Linked DNA regions of Columba livia: region 2 is linked to region 1. A link is a contact called in public Hi-C data. All regions are on one chromosome and are shown on one strand. The core of a region is the stretch at or near the end of the contact, and the rest is flanking DNA. Distances in the headings are between cores, read along the strand shown.

The links. A called contact is a pair of places that touch in the nucleus more often than the background predicts.
Region 2: a Hi-C map of crop shows a contact between it and region 1, with 6 times the contacts expected there. The contact joins two enhancer-like sites. A contact is called at or near these places in 2 of 2 Hi-C or Micro-C datasets (crop and liver).

What each region holds. Positions count from the first base shown.
Region 1 is chr1:204,553,023-204,557,828 of bColLiv1.pat.W.v2, reverse strand. No RefSeq gene overlaps it. Among named protein-coding and RNA genes, the nearest start is that of OPTN, 13 kb to the right of the region's middle. Within about 2 kb of position 2,403, at least 1 of the 3 cell types and tissues checked has an H3K27ac peak away from gene starts, as active enhancers do.
Region 2 is chr1:204,698,874-204,703,679 of bColLiv1.pat.W.v2, reverse strand. All of the region lies in intron 3 of CAMK1D (calcium/calmodulin dependent protein kinase ID), which reads left to right. Among named protein-coding and RNA genes, the nearest start is that of CCDC3, 130 kb to the right of the region's middle. Within about 2 kb of position 1,864, at least 2 of the 3 cell types and tissues checked have an H3K27ac peak away from gene starts, as active enhancers do.

The sequences.
Region 1 (4,806 bases), core at 1,154-3,653:
CCCTTCCCTTCCCTTCCCTTCCCTTCCCTTCCCTTCCTTTTCTCCTTTCCCAGTTCACAGATGAAACTACATTTGCAGTAAATAGACTGAAAATATTTCAGACTGCATTGCTTGTCACTAGTGGCGGTGTTTAAACCTGGCAAGCTGCTCTCTCCATTAGTGACAGGCTTGGTGACCACTTCTCTCCCGTGACCGTGTTGGGAGCACAACCTGATAGAATTGCACCAGATCACTCACCACTCTCTCACATTGATCCACCCTAGGACTCATGGTGCTGAGCCAGGACACCTGACTCTTGTTTGGACATCGAGAGAAGCTGCCCACACCAGGATATCTCTAATCCTACTCAGCTATAATCTGAGACTATACAGAAAACTTCTTAGAGAATCACGGAGAATCAGAGAATCATAGAATGTCCTGAGTTGGAAGGGACCCACAAGGATCATCAAATCCAACTCCTGTCCCTGCATATGACAACCCCACAGTTCACACCATGTGTCTGAGGGAGTCATCCAGTTGCTTCTTGAATATTTTCAGGCTTGAGGCCATGACCACCTCCCTGGGGACCCTGTTCCAGGGCTCCAGCACCCTTTAGGTGAAGAACCTTTTCCTCATGTCCAACCTGAACCTCCCCTGGCACATCTTCCTGTCATTCCCTGTCACTGGTCGCCAGAGAGAATTGCTCAGCACCTGCCCCTCCTCCTCCCCTTGTGAGGAAAGAACGATTCACTCCCCAAGGCAGGTTTGCACTTCAGTGCTGCTTGTAGCCAAATTAATAATAAGGTTTGGCCAAGTTCTGCATAGGTTGGAACCTGACTTTTGGCTCAGCTTCTGCCTGAGAAAGAGCAAGATTTTGGCATTCCTTTCAGCAGCTTTGCTTCTGGGGCTGTTGCTCCCATTCCAGCAAACAAGCCATGGGTGGCTCTCCTCCAGAGTGAGCATACCTGTGGGTCTTGTGAGTTGTGGCAGGAGGGTGACATGGGGTTGGATTTAAGTAGGTGAAGAGTCAGAATTTGTGAGAGTTTTGCAGCCTATGCAATTAATTCTTAACGACAGAGGTAGCATGAATGTCACCACTGCAGCACATGGCTGTGCCTGGGGACATGCAGAAGTTCAAGGTAATGCACAACTCTGCCCCTTGAGGGGTGGATCATACTGAACCATACCAAGATTGTGCTGGATTGTGCTTGGAGCTTCTCCTTTCAATAATCCAACTGCCCTCACTGAAATGAATGGGAGGGTGAAACTGGTGTTTTGAATGTGATTTGGGTTGGGTGTTGAAACCCAACATTATTTGAGATCACCTCTCTTACATTCTCCCTTTGACATCCAAAAAAGTTACTATGGACAAGTGCTATCATGTAGATGTGATGAACATATGATATGATTAACACTCCACAGTTCAGATGAGAGTTCAGGTCTCTCTTCAGCAGAAGATCTTTTTCTACCCAATATCCAGAAGTGCTGGAAGAGAACTTCCCCAGAGGAGCCCTTGGTTCTTCAAATCACTTGGTTTATCTGTCCTTAAAAGCATTTGAAAAAGTGATGAGTCCTGTATGAATTAGAAATTGCAGAAGGTTTTCTGAAAGGCAATAGAAATACACTGAAAGACAGTAAAACTAAGCTGGCCCAGCAGATAGAGACTTGGACTTGGGACACTGGAGTCTAATTCCCTTTTCTGTCACTGGCTTCCTGGTGAGTCACCGAAAGCCAAATACTTAAAAATATGAGTGTTAGTCCCATTTGTAAAGTAAGGATAACACCATTTTCATCGATCACAGTGGTGCGGTGAGGCAGAGATCCTGGAGTATCACGATGCTACAGCAGTGGGGATTACACTAATAAAGCTCACGTTGTAGGAGAGACTGCTAACAAAGAATTTATAACTAGCAAATCAAGGAAAAGAAATACAGCAGTGAAATGTTCAGAATTGCTAACTGTGTGTTTAAAGGTTTGGGAAAATGCCTAGAGCTGCGAGTAGGTGCCAGAGAAATCAATTACGATAATAAAACTTCTGGGAAGAGGTGGAAATGCTGGACTGATCAAATCATGTGTAATTATGAGGAATATTTTCTGTCTTCTTGGTAACACGGAGCTGCAAGGAATGTGTGTGTTGCCTCCAGAAATGTTAGGGGCCAGGATGTCATTCTTTCAGAAACAAAACAGACAAGAACTGAAAGGGAAAAAGGGGGGAAAAGAAAACAAGAAAAAGGAAGAGAGAGAAAATAGAGGCCAAACCAAACAAATGCCTCACAGGTCACGGTGCAGCAGTGAGAGCTTTGAAAAGCAGCCAGGGGAAATTCCCTGAGAAGCCTCCTTCTGCTCAGGTAGGAATTCCTCACCCCTTACCTTTGTTTGGATCAGCTGAATCATGTTATATGGCCTTATTTTCCCCTCCAGCTGTACACCTTTAGTCTGCACACATCCGAGTGGATTACCAGGGATAAACAAGCCTCTACTCTTCTGTTCTTTTCTCCTGCCCTCATGTTCATGGTTGGAGCTTCTTTTCCAACGCAGTGGCCTCTGACAGAGCCACATTGAAGGGCAGTGGGCAGAGCCCATGAGGCCATCAGTGCTTGCTGCAGCAGACAGCCACGCAATTGCTCCTTTACTGACGTATTTAAAGGCAACGATTGACAAACTGCTGCTCATTGCAAAAAAATAATCATAAAACCCCAGTCCCGACAGCAAGTCGGCAGCACAATTACCTAAACTCTGTAGGAACTCCAGGTCACTGGTGGCTGTTCAAGGCTGTGCTGTTTCAAGATAAATTAATTGCCTCCTGGCTTTCCCCTGGCTCTGCAAGGATTTTCCTGGGTTCATCCACACAGAAAGCCAATGGGGAAAGTTGGGGCTGAGAGAGGAGAAACAGATGGGCCCTGTCTAGCAAAGCTTCATTTTCGTTGGCTCTGAACATCATGATCTCCTCATGCTGCAGGCAATTGAAAAGAAACAATAAAAAAAAGATAATAAACCCACATTGCAAGGCATCAGAATGAAAGGCTTTAATCTTGCTCTGCTGTTTGGGAGAAAGGCTGGCAATGCCACCCTGCTAAAGGCAGCATTAGCTGAGCTTCTCACAGTCTCACCCTTACAGGCTTCATCCAAACTGCAAGTTGGGTCCACAACTGCAGCCTCTGTTGTCCCTTAAAAGTGTTGATAGACAGTAGCAGGATGCCCACAGATACCAGTACGGGTTTTCTTGACTCTTATCCCTCATAGAAATGGAATGTAATTCTTATTCCTTATAGAAACAGCATGTGATTCTCTGTGGAATAATTGCTTTGGTCTATCACATGGCTTGTCCTCAGCACAGCAACCAAAAGCCCTGATGTGGTGGGTGTTCAGCATCATCCCAGAGCACTGTCCTGGTGGGTGCTCCCATCCCTCAGCAATATTTAAACACCTTTAAATCAGGCTATCTGCCTCCTCACACTACTTAGGATTCAGAACACTTCCTGGATGCTCTGCAGAAGGATCCCTTGAGATCCCACAGAAGAAAGGAAATCTTTACATTGTATTTTGTGTCTGTTGGCTCCGCAGTGATGCTATCATGTATCTCCTGGATTGCTGACATCTTGGCATTAATTCTGATCAGATTTCTTCACCAGCTCTATCCTGGTGTCTCAGATATGATTTATGCCTTTACTGACAGGTCCATCAATAGACAGTCTGCCCCATTAAAACAAGACTACCCCTCAGAGAAGCCCCTTTTTCTCAATATTTATAAGCCAGTTTGACCTAGATATTACAAAACCGAGTACTTTCAAAGAACACACCATGTGGGCAACTTCCATTTATAATCTGCAAAAGCCACCAGGGTGTATGACAATCTGATGTGCCATCCTACTGAACCTCTTCCTGATACCTGACTGGGATTAGGAGACCCTGTCCCTTAACCACAGTGTAATTTTACCAGGGGTATTAGAAGCTCATTGCAGCTTTTTCCAGAGATGGCATCATTTCAGTGAGGGGATGCTGTGGAGCACCATATTCCAGTGAGGTTCATAACCTGCATTGCAAGAGTATCCAAATGCCCTTCAGAAATGCCACCAGCAGTGTGTTTATTGCCTCTTTATATGTATATATATTTTTTTTTTAACTCCTCAAGTTAAAAGCTATTGCTTGTCAGGCTCTTTTCTTCTTCATGTACTTTATATGATCAGCTCTCAATAAGTGCACCATTTAAGCTTTAAGATGAAATCTGGAAATAGCACTCAGACCCCTGGAGAGTTCATTCCTGCAAACTAAAGATGCTTTCAGACCATTCTGCCTGATTGCATCCTGATACCGAATGATTCAAGAGAGCAATCCTTATTCACTTCTGCCGCTCTTTTGGTGAGGACTGTGACAGCACAGCACAGGGGGAAGCAGGCTGTTTGGCTTTTTATTTTATTTTGGTGTTTTTATCCCATTTTCCACCTCAGTCTGTACCTAATTCTCAGATACGTTAGCTCAAGCTAGGAAGTAACTGCTCTGATTTCAAGTGAGATGGGGTTTACTCAGCTGGCTGCCTGCTTTGCTCAATTATTAATGTTGGAGCACTATTGATTTTGCCTCCCTGAGCTTAGTGCTGAAAAATGGAAGTGGCAAGCAAAGGAACAAGGAGAAAACAGCATCTGCTTCCAACACAGTTCAGTCACCCGAAATCCAAGTGGCCCATGAATTACATTAACCTATGAAAAGTCATTCCCACAGAAGTTATTTTCTTCTTCTCAAATTCTTGTAGTTACTTTCACTCAAGATATTCTTTATTTCCCAGGTTCAAGGATGAGGTGTTTTCGGGTAATGGCTCTGGGCAAATTA
Region 2 (4,806 bases), core at 615-3,114, 150 kb before region 1:
ATTGGTGTCTCACGTACCGGTGTGGACCAGGTGCCAGCAGAGCTGCATCCTCCTGCCCCAGAGCCGCTGCCCTGCAGGGTTTGCATCTGCTGCTGCAGGAGGGAATATCCTAAACCACGGCTGACTGTGAGACAGCGGGTTCAGCTGCCATATCTAGTTTGGCAGCTCACTCTGAGTTTCTAAATGATCCACATTTTTGTGCCTATAAATAACGACGGCAGCAAAAATCCTGACTATTGTTGTGCCGTCTGTCTCTGGAGCAAGCCCAGTCTTGTGATCTAACTGCTTCACCAAGGAGCTCCTGCTTTTTGGCTTGTTCTCTATATGTTGCATTTCAGCCTGATCTTCTGCCTGTGCTACCAGGGGGTCCTCGTGTCAGGGTGACCATGAGGGACACTGCAGAGAGCTGTGGGTCCCAGGGGGGCCCTGCTCTGAAGGGACATGAGGAAAGAAAAGTTTTACACTGAGGGTGGTGAAACCCTGGCCCAGGTTGCCCGGAGAGGTGGTGGATGCCCCATCCCTGGAGACATCCCAGGCCAGACTGGATGGGGCTCTGAGCAACCTGATCTGGGTGAAGATGTCCCTGCTTATGGCAGGGGTGGCACTGGATGAGCTTTGAAGGTCCTTTCCAACCTAAATTCTATGATTCTATGACAACCTACTTGCAGCTGCAATGCCACTGCCCCTTCCACACCACTGGGCCAGTTTTGTGGTGGGGTCTGCATCATTTATATTGGACATGCACACCATGATCATGCGATGGACACATCAGACCATCACCCAGCTGGTGACCCAACACCTGGACTCTTCAGTACTTGGCCCTTGGGACCTGTCTGTTCTTGCAAGCAGAGGTATTTTGGAATATGTTTATTATTCTAGAACAGTATGGTCAGTCCATTATATTGTCAATACCTGCTTGAATCCGGAGACACTGCTGCGTGCAGGATGTGCTGCTTAATTAAAATGTTCTTTCTGCTGGATGACCATGTCCTTAAAGAAGCTGAACCGTGAAAAAAATGGTAATACTGCAGCTTGGTTTTGCATCTTCAAATAGGGCTTTCTTCAGCTCTGAAAGTCATGTGCAGCTGGTTTTGTGGCTGAGCTTCAGCCTTGGCAGTGCTGCGATATCAGGGGTTGCCTTGCAGGAGGGTTTGGCACTTCCAGCCTTAGGGGGCAGGTGGCGATGCTGAACATGGGCACTTCAGGGAGAACATTGCAGCACAAAAATAATTATTAAAAAAAAAATCAGAAAAATATCACCTTAATTTTACCAATAAATGGTTTTAACTGAGTATTAAAAAGAGGTGCTTTTAACATACTGGAATAGCAGTTTAACAAAAAGCGCTTTAACAAGGGGGTTTCAGCCCGATGCTTAACAGCTACAAGGGGGGCAAACATTTGGCATTTCTGTTTTCCTAACCTCCTGAGAACACACCAGCAAGATTCCTCTTAATTGAACCCTTAAACTTTTAATGCGGTCCCTGGACTGATATGCATTTGCCATATGTTTTACTTCGCTGTTAAATGGTTGACTAAGGCCTTTACTTGGCCTGTTAAACTGAATTGATGACATTTTAATATTGCACAGGGAATACCGCAGCCAAATAGAAAACAGACATCTGTGGCTCTGAAACGGGTCAATCCTGGCTCTGGGCTGAGGACCCAGACCAGGGAGCTGAGTTCTTGTTATTGGAACAGTGTAAATAACACGGCAAGAGCAGGAGAGTGTTTTCAGCAGTGGCTTTGGATGTTCATACCTGGTTATAACTCATAATCTAAGGTCTCTAAAAGCACTTTATAAATCATCAGTGTGAAATCTGTTTTCCATACTGGTCTGTAACAAATGGCTAAAATGAACGGCTTCTTCCACTGCATAAATACACCTGGTTTGTCTGCTGGAGAGGCGGATATGCTCTCTCTCTGCAAGACCAAACTTGGTTTGGTGGTTTTTCAGTCAGTTATGGAAGACATGGGCCGAGATTACTGTCTACTAAAAGCATGACAGGATGAACATATTTCTTTAAGCTATGAATTTGGCTCTCTAAAAGGGCTAAGGGAACAATTGACATTTATTTTAATGGACCCCATTATTGCTCCATGACATTAGCATCCACAAGGCAGTCACAGTGCTGAGTAAGCGTTATGGCGCTGAGAGAGTCTTGAGTTATTTTCTGAGAGGTGGAACATTTTCAAGAGGAGGTATGGAAAACACCCTGTGGTTTAGGGCACTTTCCAAGAGCTGGAACTATTGGCTTGATTCCCCCTCTCTTCTTTTCCAGCTTGAGTGGTAATTGGAGTTTGTACCCCGTGTCCTGGGAGCTTTGCTGCTTACAGTTGGCTGCATGGTGGGTCTTGACCTGTTGGCAGTGGCAGTACTCAGGTTATCCAAAACATGCATTTGATCATAGATCATAGAATCATTTCGGTTGAAAGAGACCCTCAGGATCATTGAGTCCAACCATAACTAAACTCTAGCACTAAGCCATGTCTCTAAGAACATTGTCTATATGCCTTTTATACACCTCCAGGGGTGGTGACTCCATCACTGCCCTGGGCAGCCTGTTCCAATGCTTCACAGCTCTCCCTGTGAAGAATTTTTTCCTGATATCCAATCTGAACCATCCCTGGTGTAACATGAGGCCATTTCCTCTTGTCCTGTCACTTGCTACTTGGAGAAGAGACCAACCCCCTCCATGCTAATTCCCCCTCAAGGCACTTAAGTCCCTTTTAAAATTCATCTTTCTGTGGCTTGCCCAAGGTTGTTGAGGAAATCAGTGGCAGAGCAAAAGTTAAACACTGCTCCTCTGCCTTGAAAGTCTTGCCTTGGCCATGCTGTTGTGTTTGCAGGGAGGTGTGATGGTCCCGCGTGTCTCGCACCTCCCTGCTCACCAGCATGAGGGTCCTGGGAAGAATTGTGGGGTTGTGTGGTAGCACTCAGACTGTAAGTATCATCTGTAATTACTTCAGTAATACTAATTTATTTGCCATATCTGGTGTGAGTGAGACCTCGTTTGGTGTGCAGCCAACCAGAAACTGCCTTATCAGCAGAGCTGTCAGACCATCTAGCTGTGAATATTTCCCCTCTTAGCACTTTTATTCAGTCTCTTCCTTTGGACCAGCACATTAGCAGTTTACTGTTTTGAATGCGTTGGCTTGGGAGACTCAATGCTTCCCAGGCAGTGCCTGATCTGAGGACAACGATTTTTAATACTGTTTCTTCTCTTTTCTACCTCAGAATTGCTCTCGTGCAGACAACCAGTTGCACAGGTATTTTTTCTCAAATACTTGTGCATCAGTGTGTGGGCACCAAGGTGCTGGCAGGCAACTGTTTGACAAAAGTGGGGATCCTGCAAAATCTCACCTGTGTGTTACACATGCACACAAGGCACAGACTCTTCAAAAGCTAAAATAACAGCATTCTTCATCACTGAGCAGGCTCCATGATGCTCGGGTATCACCTGCACTGCGAAGTGCCTGGAGTAGCTATTTTAGATGTTTCCTACAGATATCATAGAACAGTTTGGGTTGGAAGGGACCTTCAAAGCTCATCCAGTGCCACCCCTGCCATGAGCAGGGACATCTTCACCCAGATCAGGTTGCTCAGAGCCCCGTCCAGCCTGGCCTGGGATGTCTCCAGGGATGGGGCATCCACCACCTCTCTGGGAAACCTGGGCCAGGGTTTTACCTGCCTTGTTGTAAAACATTTCTTCTTCATGTCTAGTCTGAATCTCTCCTCTTTTAGTTAAAATCATCATGCCTTGTCCTATTGCAACAGGCCCTGCTAAAAAGTCTGTCCTCATCTTTCTTAGCAGCCCCTTTTAAGTACTGAAAGGCCTCAGTAAGGTCTCCCTGGAGTCTTCTCCAGCTGAACACCCCAACTCTCTCAGCCTGTCCTCCCAGCAGAGCTGTTCCAGCCTCGGATCATTCCTGTGGCTCCTCTGGCCCCTCTCCAGCAGGTCCATGTGTGTCCTGTGCTGAGGACCCCAGAGCTGGACCAGCACTGCAGGTGGGGTCTCACCAGAGCGGAGCAGAGGGGCAGAATCACCTCCCTGACCTGCTGCCCACGCTCCTTGTGATGCAGCCCAGGACACCATTGGCTTCTGGGCTGCAAGCGCACATTGCTGGCTCATGTCCGATCTCTCATCCACCAGCTCCCCCAAGTCCTTGTCAGCAGGGCTGCTCTCAATCCTTTCATCCCCAGCCTGGATTGATACTGGGGGTTGCACTGACCTGGGTGCAGGACCTTGAACTTGGCCTTGTTGAACCTCACAAGGTTTGTATGGGTCCACTTCTCAAGCTTCTCCTCCTGGATGGCATCCTGTCTGTGCCAGAATAAAAGTCTCTTCAGTGCAATCTAATTGTTGTGCTGTACAAATTGCATCACTACCTTGGCTCATCTTTCTTCATAACCTTAGGATGACTGCTGGTTGCACTGGCTGTGGGCTTGTGTCCTTGTCAGGCACACGTTAACTCAATTTGTGTGAAATCCTCCACTGCTGTAATCAGTGCAACAACACCACTGGCACATCTGGGTCTGTCCCACTTGGAATTTGCCCATTGCTTGTCAGATGCTGTCACTGAATGCAGGACACTCAGGGTCTCTCTGCAGCGCTTGCAAGCCCAGCAGCCAAAATCTGTATTTCATTTTTGTCCATGAGTTTTTCTAATGTTCTTTGACTACCGTATTTGCAAAAAACTCCAAGTATCCAGCTGTTTTCTAAACATCCTCATGTTCTTAGTGTATAAATCACACAGCAGAGGAACACAGTGAGGGCTATATTTGCTAGAGTATCGTTTGGGCTTGAT